Regions from separate parts of the Zea mays genome. Here region 2 is linked to region 1. The links are chromatin contacts, called in public Hi-C maps. All regions are on one chromosome and are shown on one strand. The core of a region is the stretch at or near the end of the contact, and the rest is flanking DNA. Distances in the headings are between cores, read along the strand shown. Region 1 has its middle 42 kb from the start of LOC103632254. Region 2 holds the start of LOC100272691.

Region 1 (5,436 bases), core at 832-3,331:
GGTACGTTATAGGAACATCCAACCCGTGTACAAGGCCTAATTATGCAAATATTAAGTACATCCTTGGTGAAAAAGGACAAACCGTGATGGATCAGATCTACTGGGTGGAACGGAGCAAGGCGTTGCCCTCGCACTAGAGAACGTGCACGAAGACGGCTATGCATTCACAGTCGACAAACAACGTATGTACACGGTGGAACTACCGATAATACTCCATAAATGCCTACGATAACTAGTGCTTCTCACCATAAAAACGCTTTAGTACGAGAAAAGCATAGATGTAAATGAATAAGAACAACAACACCCTGATCGTGTGACACGATCAGGGGCTGATCGTGTGACACGATCAGGGTGGCATGACACTTACCTATAGAAAACCATGAGAACGGGGGCGACGGTGCACCAAAGCTTGTGGTCGCAAACCTATGAAGATTTATGATTACCCTAATGAGTGAACTAGGGTACATATTTATAGTCCAGGGACTCACACTCTCTACTAACCCTAATGCGTCCAGGTCAGACACTATCTTCCAATCTCTAAGCTTATCCTCTAAACTAACCTACTAGATACACATCTGATTTGGCCGGGAAATACCCGCACATGGGCCAATTTCAGACTTTCCTCAATTGCTCCTTGAAGCCCATTTAGGTTGTGGCCCACTTCTGGTCTGGTTAAATTACGGTGATAACATATATTCACTCGACTGGACTGAATATTACTATGTTACACCGTTTCATTCATGTCTTGGGATTCGTGTGAAAATTGAGATCATAGCTACGGTGATGTTCTCGAAAGAGAATTTTTAGTGGCTCTCATTCACCCCCCTCTAACTGTCTCATCGATCCTTCACTGTTGTAGCATCAGCTTTTACCCTTGCAACGCAACAACAATTACAATTTTACCCTTGACTTCCGTGAATGAGAACTCAAAGGTATCTTCGGAGGCGGAGCGGATCAGTGTTCCGAGCTCCAGCTAGCTCCCAAATGCATGTCACTATTACTCTATTTATAGCGGTGCGGTACAACTTCATATGAAATTACAAATGTGCCCATGAATCTTACTAGCATGATTTATAAGTTTCACAGGGGCAATATTGTCTTTTCTACTTCTCTCTCCCTGAATAAGCCTTCCGAACCTTCTTCTTTACTTCATATGTTGAAACCTTTGCTTCGTGTGCTAGTACTTTTTTGAGCCGAAGCTTCTTCCTTCGTAGTACACCTTCATGACTGGTGCTATGAAGCTTCTCCTTTCCAGTTCTTAGACCACTTCTTCGAAGGATAGCTTCGCTTCTGCTTTGCATAATACCTGAAATATATTTCATAACAAGGGGTTTTTAAGGATCTTCGAAGATAGACCCCAACATATGCTTAACTAAAACTTGGTTTTGTTTGATATATATGACACATATGCTATAGAATTGTTTTTATGAATATATTACTACATTATATGTATCATATAGTTATACTTAATATGGTTAACAAAATTACATCTTAGCAATTTCAGATACCCATCCTCCAAATCCTAGATGTGCCACTGGCAAGCAAGATCTCTAGGAGCAACTTTAAGGTGTGTTTGGTTGCAAGATAGACGGGGACAACCACATCTGCTTGTGTTCTCTATCGTCCCATCTTGACGGACCGTTGGAGATGGTACTGGAATGATCCTATCTCTATTCTAATCTTAAATCGAACAATCTTATTTAAAAAATCGGTTCATCTCACTTTATCATTGTAACCAAACAACTTTAGTTAAGATACCCTTTTATCCCACTTTATTATCGTAACCAAACACACCATATGCCTTGTTTGGATAAGGAGGGACTAAAGTGGATTGAAGTGTATTTTAGGTATTGAAAGATAAATTAGTTCATATTACACTTCAATACACCTTATACCACCTCAATCCACTCCAATCTAATATTACCCAAACAAGCCAAATCTAGCTAAACCGATTAGTATCGGAAAAACAATGGTAAAAAACCCGGTATAACAAACTCTCCTCCCTCTCTTCACTATCCCGCTCGTTCCGTTGAGGTCGCTAGGCATCTTTGATGATCCCGCCCGCCACGCCATCTCCTTGCTCCCGCTCGACTGTGCGTGCTCCACTTCACGCGCCTATTTCTTCACCAGCAGTCCAGCACGCCCTCCTGCCCTCACGCTCGCTCCCCTCCCTGGACGCCCGTGCAGCTCCCGCGCCCTGCCATCCTTTGCCCTGTTATCCTCGCGCCGGCGCGCCGCTCCTGTGCCTGTCGTCCTCACCATCCTTGCATGAGTGCTCTGGGGCTCCCTCCCTCTCGTGTCGCCATGTACACCATCGCGTCCCCGTTCAGCACCGGCCGCAACTCATCCCTTTTTCTCAGTTTGCCCCAGGAAGGCTGGATCCGGAGGCACATTGCCCGGAGGGACAGTTGGATCAATCTGGTGTTGAATCGATGCCCCGTAGGGTGGTTCCTCCCACAAGCTCCCATGGCCGGGTGCCCGGGTGCTAGAGGATCTGCTCAATGTTGAGCAAGTCGACATGGAGGCCTGCAATGGTGAGATTCTGGTTGCAATTGATTCATTTACAAATGAATTGTTCTATGTTCAGTGCATGATTTTCCCTATAGATTACTTGTTGAATTGTCGATTCGTTCCTTACACGAATTGCTATGAATAGTTGAATGTGCAGTACACTCCAAAAGATAGCTATCTGTTGCAATGTTTATTGAGAATGTAGAAGGATGAACTGATGTTATATTGCATAGAGAAGTGGTACAATATATAGACTCAACCCTAACCCTAATGGTTGCGGGCCCACACTCACACTCACACACACAGTCTAACATCCCCCGCAGTCTCAACGGGGGCACCACAAACAATGAGACTGGAGTAGAGGCCGAAGGTAGGAGCCGATGGGTTGAAATCCCCCCGCAGTCGCAGCGTTGTGATGGTGCGAATGTTGCGGCTGGAGTAGAGAACGATGTGTGCTCCAAGAAGACGATAGCCCCTAGATGCCGAGGTAGCCGAAGTCGAGGTGGTCGCGGTCGGAAGACACGCAGCAGAAGCCTGATCTTCGGGAGGGGTCGACGTTCGAACGTCAACGATCGGCGGGGCGACACAACAAAAGGGCACCGGCAGGCCGACCTTCCTGCTTCTTCGATCACCCGGACGTCAAGGAGCTCCGCCAGGGAGGCCGCCAGCAGCGCACGCGTCTGCGCCGGTCATGGTGTCCGCGCCCGCGGCAGAATAGAAGGGGAAATGACAGATTCGGCCGGGAAGGCCACGACAGCGATAGATCCAGCCGGGAAGATGCGATCCAACCAAAGGGATGGCGGATTGAGCCGGAAAGGTCGCAGCAACGTGGATCCGGCCGGGAAGGCCGCGGCAGCGACGGATCCAGTGAAGGGGGTGGGCGGCGGGGCGGTCCAGCCGGGCAGGGGTCTGCGCCGGACTTGGCAAGGGGTGTTGACGGCACTGGGGACGGGAGAAGCTCGAAGTGGGAGGCGCTGCTGGGGCGTCAGCGCGAGCAATTAGGAGGTGGCTAGTGCGATGACAAGGGGCTGCAAAGCGCAGGAGCGGCCTGCTGGCCAGTCAGCGGCGGAGGGAGAGGGTGTCGCGGCGAGATCGCCCGTGCCCATTGCAGCGGCAGCAAGGCCGAGGAGCGATCTCGGCGACGGATCTAGGCCCGCGAGCAATGTCGTGGTCAGATCTGGGCAGACACCGGGGTGTAGGGGGAGAGGCGGTCGCGCCTCCGAGGTGCGGGGGAGAGGCGGTCGGGCAGTGGGAGAGGAGGAAGGGAGAGGGGGTCGGTTGCTGCGACGGCGAGGCCCGTCACGGCGGTGGTCATCGCCATGACTGGCTTCAGGGAACCCAGCAACCAGACGGAAAAGAACCTGCCGTAGGAGGAGCTCTTTGGCACGGAGTCTCGCAGAGCACCTCGGTCCGTCTCCATCGGTGGTGATGCGACTGAGCGAGGAGAGACTGAGGCAGCGGCGTACGTCGGGCGCTCGTGACCGGATCTCACGAGGGCAGCAACACGAGGCCGAGGGTGCGACGTGGAGAAGGGGGCGCAGGAGCAGGCGAAGGCGCCGACGAGGAGAGGAGGCGCGGGCTCCGGCAAGGAAGAGGGGGAGGCGGAAGCAGCGATTGAGCTCGTGCGCTCCACTCGTGACCGGATCGCACGAGTGCTGCAACGGCGAGGCCGTGGGTGCGGCGGTCAACAGGGTCGAGAAGGGGCGCGCAAGCGCCGATAGTGAGGAAGAGGTGGCAACGACGAGGTGGGGAGCGGGAGGAAGGCAACGGCGAGGTGATGCGGGTAGGCGGCGGACTGGAGCCGCGTCACGGCGGTGCCGGAGTTCACGATGACGCTGCCGGACGGGAACGAGGGCTGGCTCGCGGCACGAGCGTCCTGCCCCACCTGCCGCGGCGACGACGGCGGTGCTCGGGAGTCCACCCGCCGCTGCCAGGGCCGCCCTGGCCTTGCTGCTGCAGTGGCTGGGAGAGGCGAAGGGAAGGGAGGCGCCCGTGCACAGCCGCGCCAGGGGTAGATGCCGCCCCGGGAGGGAGGAGGAGCCTACCGGGGGTGGCGGCGGCTGCTGTGGTGTGGAAGGCGGCCGACGGCTGCTGTGGTGCAGGGAAACCCTAACCTAGTTTGATACCATGTAGAAGGACGAACTGATGTTATATTGCATAGAGAAGGGGTACAATATATAGACTCAACCCTAACCCTAATGGGCTGGCAGCCCAACAACGGTGCGGGCCCACACACACACACTCACACACAGTCTAACAGAGAAAAACAGCACATTGTTCAGTTCATAAAGCATGTTAATTTCGTAGATGCATGTCCAGTTGATGCCTTGTATGACAATGACATACATTGCATCCATAAGAATAATAAGGGCATCTCATAGCACCTTGGAAATTCCTTTAGAATTCACTTTATTTGGTCCATATCGACCACTTTGTAGTAAATTCCTTCAGAATTCTGCTCCATAGTCACGCCGAGGCCTTATGTGCGCTGCGTCCCAACATCGATGTCGCGGCGACAACGTCTAGCATCCAGGCATCGATGTCGTGGCGACGACGGTATCCAGCCTCTAGGTGGACGCGTCGGACGAAACAGAAGAAAAAGAAACAATCGACCGATTGTGAGGTTATTTGAAAATGAATAGACAAGATATGGAGAATCTATTGGTTTACCCTACCGTTTAGGAAATTGTCTCTTTTTTAGAGTCCTCATAAAACTCTAAATTTAGCTAGGATTATATCTAGGCTCTTGGAGTTGCTCTAAGGGGCGGAAATATCACACTGGCATATGGGCCGTTGGTAGAACAACGAAGCCCATAGTCCATGCTTCTTCCTAGTAGCACAAAAAAGAGGGCATATAATAAAAATAAAAGAAATAGAACAAACGGCATCAGAAGGCTTCTTCCTTTCCTCCACATGTTATCAAGA
Region 2 (5,256 bases), core at 2,132-4,631, 72 kb before region 1:
CCTTATACACATATTTCTGTGATAACACAACACATGAAATTTAGTTTTGTGATATAACTTCTTAAATGTATAGTTTTCTTTGAAAAAATAACTTGGTGAAATTTATTTTTTGAAAATATCTTGTAATTTGTGATGTTATCTCCGTCTCCAAAAAAGATACAAATCTAGGCATGATAAAAGTTAAGCACTTGTTAAGTTAATCAAGTTTATGAAAAGTAGCATCAAACTCTATATCTTCAAATAAATTTACTATAAGAATAAATTATATGATTAATCTAGTAGTATCAATTTGGCATTATAAATGCTAGTATCGTTTAAACAAATTTGATCCGACACTAAAATATGTAATTTCTTCATAAGTGAGGATTGTATTTCTTTCAGAAGACACTAGAATGGAGGGCGTCATGGTTTCTATGTACCTTCGACCAATGTGAGAGTGCAGGGTTTTAGTGTAGCAATGTCAGCGGCATCCTTCAACGCACCATCACGCATCTGCAAGCAAGCAAATTAAATAAGACGGATAATTACTGCACGCAATTTTAGAAATTTCAGAAATATACAAAATGACTGAAAGCGAAGAGTACACGTGACTCACACACCATTTTACCCTTAAGACCCGTTTTGATCCTTAGAATTGAATTCTATTTTAGTAATTATAATTTAGACATAGATTAATTAAGCTAATATAATTTTATACCGAATATATTTATATATTATTGTTGGCCATATATAAGAGATATTTATGTACTATATTTTTATTATAGGAGAGCGATACGAAAAACATGTTCTAAGTTATAGATTAGGAAACATAACTATTAGTGATACATGAAATTAATTCTCACCCCCGAATTTAGGATAGGCTTAAATCAAATCTTTGGAAAGTGATGAAATGTTAAATTCTAAATCAAATAACTTACTCTATTAAGTAAATTCCAATTCCTTGAAAAATGAAGAGATCCCTTAATTTAGCACAGTAACACAAGTTGAAAAAAAAACAGACATTTATTTCATGTTAGGCTGCTGTCTGCCGCGCCCATGACTAATTGGCATATAGTAGTACCTCATGTGTGAGAGAATAATTTGTGATGGCACACGTGGCGGTGTTGACGCAGAGCAGCCGCCTCACATCGATGATCCTGTCCGTTGAAATACCCTGGACAAAGAAGCACGCAAATATTGAGCAAACCTATGACTTGCAATAGAGAACATAACTCTATTCTCGCTATGCGTTTCAGTTCATGGGACAGATGAGAGAACCGAAACGAGAGGTTGAGCACAGCTAGAACGGTGTGGCAAGGACTCAGAAAACCATACCTTCAGAATGACATGAGACTGGTCCGGGAGGTTGACAGTGATGTCAATGGCCACAGGGAGAACTACAATAACCACGTACAAGACGGAATCAGATTGGTAAGCTGGAAACTAAACAATGCAAATGGTCGAGAGGAAACTAAAGCAAGCAAGTGATGAAGATCACAAAGGCATGCACTCACCTTTCTCATCTTTCTTCTTCTTCTCGCCCTTGGCCTTCCCACGCCTGCTCTTGGGCGCCATGCACGCGCGCGCCCAACGGCAAGCTCAGCTCAAGCTAGCAGCCCAGCTGCAGCTGCGCAACAGCACCAAGAAAATCAAAACTTTAAACAACACAAGCTCTGGAGGTCGTTTGCCACACACACAGACAGTTAGATATAGAATGGCCGTCGGGCATTTGGGTTTAAATTAACAAGAATAGTACCAGTGCAATCATGCATGGATCTGATTTACTTTCACTAGATACACCTTGGTTATATTAACATGCCTGTGTTCCAACCTTTCTATCTTCAGTCGCTGATAAAAAATAAAAAAAAACAGGAACGACACACCGGCACACCGCCTCTCTATCTTCAGAGCGGATTAAAAATGCTTAGCAAGCATCGTGGCCGCCAAACAGCCGAAAAGAAAAGGCACTCGCTTTGCTTCCTTCTATATATCACAATTAGTGCTATATATACGAGAGTTGGCATCATAATGACATGATGATGATATGATTGTTAGCAACAAGAAAGCGGTGGTGCTGCGCACTGCGCTACTAATGATATGATACTAATATATATGCATGTAACACGCCACCAGCTTACATGTGCATGTTTTCTCACGGTTATTCGGAAGAAACGTGCGTGCGCGCGGCACATGTTCTTGAGGAAGAGAGCGAGCGTGAAGAAACAGGAAGACTAGCTAGCTAGCTAGTCAAACTCAAACTGGGGAGATGTCCTTGACGTGTGGGCATGCCATGCCATGCCATGCCATGTTCATGGTAAAAGCTAGCCGTGACAGACAGAGAAACACTCGTCGTCATCTTTACATGTATCTGCCCGGCGCACGCCACGAATACTGACCAGAAAAAATACACACGTACGGTGAAGAGCAGCAGGCAACAGTTTTTGGAACGCCAGCTACCACCACCACACCAGGTGAGAGAGATGACTGACTGACTTAGCTTGTGCATGACAAAAGTGTGTGTGTGTATATATATTTAGGGGGGAGTAATTCAGAAAGTCGGTTCTGTAAGGGCCGACTAGCAGAAAAATGAACGGATAAGGTTTTCATGTGGAGCAGCGCAACCTGTGGACCAAGAGCGTTTGCCTTTCTGCAACCGAGATAGCGCCTGCCGACTGCCGACTGCCGAGCAGAGAAAGACTATTGGGAGGAACTGAACAGGGACGGGTTAGGCGGGCCTCGTAAGAGTTTTGCACACACGCACCTGAGTGACGCACGCACGCTACTAGCAGAGGTGCTCATCGTGAATTCACCCTTCTCACGCACCACCACCACCACCAGCAGCAGCTAGTATATGCGGCAACAGTAGCACTGTAACGTCACGCACACTTGCTGTTCTACTAGAGAACACGAGTTCTGACTTCTGAATGGCAGGCAGGCAGGCAGACACAGCAGCACCAGAGTGCAAGTAAGCAATTCGCTGGGAGAGAAGCAGAGCGGTGCGTGTTCATCTCCAGTGCTCGGTGCTCGCGGTCGTAGCACCAAAAAAAAAAACAGTACAGAGAAAGAAGAGCGAAATGGCTTGAGACGCCAAATAGAAAAAAAAAGGGGAGGCTCAAGAGTGTATACCAGTGGGCCGGCGCCCAGGTGCGTGCTGCCGCTCCTCCTCAGAAGCTGGACGACCTGGCTCAATGCAAAGTGTGGTTGTTGTACGAGGCGGAACCGACGCCGAGCAGCGGACGTACGTACGTGTTGCGTGGAGCGGGCACGGCTAGCTAGGTGGTGCTGCTCGAGGCAGCCATTATCGGGATAAGCTAGAGAGAGAGAAGGTTGCAGAGGGAACGAGAGGATAGAACAGGGAGCGAGAGGGGTGGGGAGCCCAGCTGGGAGGTGAGAAGCTGAGCAGAGCAGGGCAGAGGCGGAGGAAGTGGCAAGGCCAAGGAAGGGAGGGAGGGAGCGAGAATGATAGCGAGCAGGGGATTGATAAGGGTGGATTGGTGGAGATTCAGATAGGGTCCTGATTGGCCGCGTCTGCAGCTCGTGATATCCCTCTCTCTCGCGCGCGCGGACTCACTCACGGTGGGCCGGACCGGACCGGACGGGCCCAAGATCCCGCTCGGACGGGCCCATGCCGAGCCTCCTCCTTCCTCCCTCTGCTCCTCTCGCGGCTCGGCTATGTAGACATTGCTTCAACCCTTCCATCCATGGATAAGTGATGCGTGGTCCACCTGCTGCTCTTCCCTTCTTCGTCACCGTCGTCTTCTCTTGCTTTGGCAGGCAGCTCGATCGATCTATGAGCAGTGAGTATCGATCTATGAGCAGTGAGCTCCAAACATCTCCTCACTTTCGAACTATACGCGTCGTCGGCGAGTTTCAGAGGCGCCTGATGAGTAATAGTGTAATCAATGTGCATGTGGATGCACTGGGGGTGGGGTGGCCCTGGGGATCATTGCAGGGAGGTTTCACTCTGGTTGGCTCGCTCAATCTAGGAAGGGTGATGAACTGAAGAGGTGGAGCTTGTGCTCCTGTTGGATTCGTTTGATTGCTGCCTTGCTCCAAGTTCCAAAGGTATATTAAAAAACATTTAGGACTAGTTTGTAGGGATAACAATGGGTGGAGTCGGATGGAGCAAAAACCCGTCCGCGATCGCACCCGTGAAAACTATCAAAACTCGCCCATGATCGCATCCGCACTGCCATTCCATAACCGCACCCGAACACATTGGGGTTTCGGGGTCATCCACGGGTTTTATTGAGTGTACAATTTTATTGAGTGTACACTTTTAAATAATAACTAGGTATATACCCGTGCGTTGCTACGGATAGATCGTTGTTTAGTGATGCTATCAAGAATCAACTCAACAATTATAACAAATGTCGAAGTCTATTATTTCGAACAATTATTATAACACGAGGCTGATGCAGGTGTCGTAACTAAACTCCACTTCTGCGAGTCTAGCATGGCAGCATGCACATTCGTTCCTTCAAACGGCTGTCAAAGGCTCAAACAAAGCTTCAGAACCCACTCTTATGTGTCTAGTCCTCAAGAACCTAGATGGACAAACCAGGGGACACGATACCACTACCTTCAATCGATTCACTGATACAATGGAGCCCCTATGATTGACCAATAAAAACAAGTAGATGATACATAGACCGATCTGGCCATGGGATGACCATATGTTCCCTTGGCCATCCACTGCAACTATTTCAAACATGTCTGTCGTACATTGGTAAAAGAGAAAATGCAGCATGCCATTGACAAAGGCACTGCCACATTTCTTTTCTATGGAACCATAACTTCCCCATTTCTCCCATCCACCGAAGTTGCTTTAACAGATTGACGAATTTCTGCTTGCAAACCAAACCAGTTTCCTTGTAACAATTCTCAAATCAACTTCTCGGTGAGCTCCCTTGGAACACCTTGAACAATATCCATAGTGTTGACCTACGCAAGCGCAACCACCCCAGAAATTACAAAGGGCCAGAATAAGGAATTGAATTCGCGTTTGTTCTACAACTGCAAATGATGTTATCTTCTTCTTTTTGCATGTGAAGTACAAATATCGTGGTAATTGCTCACCAACTTTTTTATGAATTGTATTGTGCTGAAACTTGATATGTAGAAAGAAATGCAGAGCAAAACAAATGTCATAGTGATCTGTAGAGCAAAGTCCTTACTTAACTTTTCAGTTTTGAGAAGATCTCGACATTCCATCGGTTACCTCAGGTATGTCCCGTCCTCCTTTGGTAACCCCAGTGCTCAAGTTGGTGACAAGAA

The links. Hi-C and Micro-C count contacts between places; a contact is called where the count stands out from the background.
Region 2: a contact with region 1 is called in a Hi-C map of ear, with 1.8 times the contacts expected there. The contact joins the promoter of LOC100272691 here to the enhancer-like site in region 1. A contact is called at or near these places in 5 of 25 Hi-C or Micro-C datasets (ear, leaf, tassel and 1 more).

What each region holds. Positions count from the first base shown.
Region 1 is chr7:37,541,261-37,546,696 of Zm-B73-REFERENCE-NAM-5.0, reverse strand. No RefSeq gene overlaps it. Among protein-coding and RNA genes, the nearest start is that of LOC103632254, 42 kb to the right of the region's middle. Within about 2 kb of position 2,081, at least 7 of the 20 cell types and tissues checked have an H3K27ac peak or open chromatin away from gene starts, as enhancers often do. A contact at or near this core is called in ear, where this site is marked.
Region 2 is chr7:37,614,791-37,620,046 of Zm-B73-REFERENCE-NAM-5.0, reverse strand. It overlaps LOC100272691, which reads right to left and starts at 3,381. Exons shown (of 8, transcript NM_001147146.1): 1 at 3,106-3,381; 2 at 1,494-1,606; 3 at 1,315-1,376; 4 at 1,061-1,153; 5 at 420-492. The coding sequence starts at 1,554.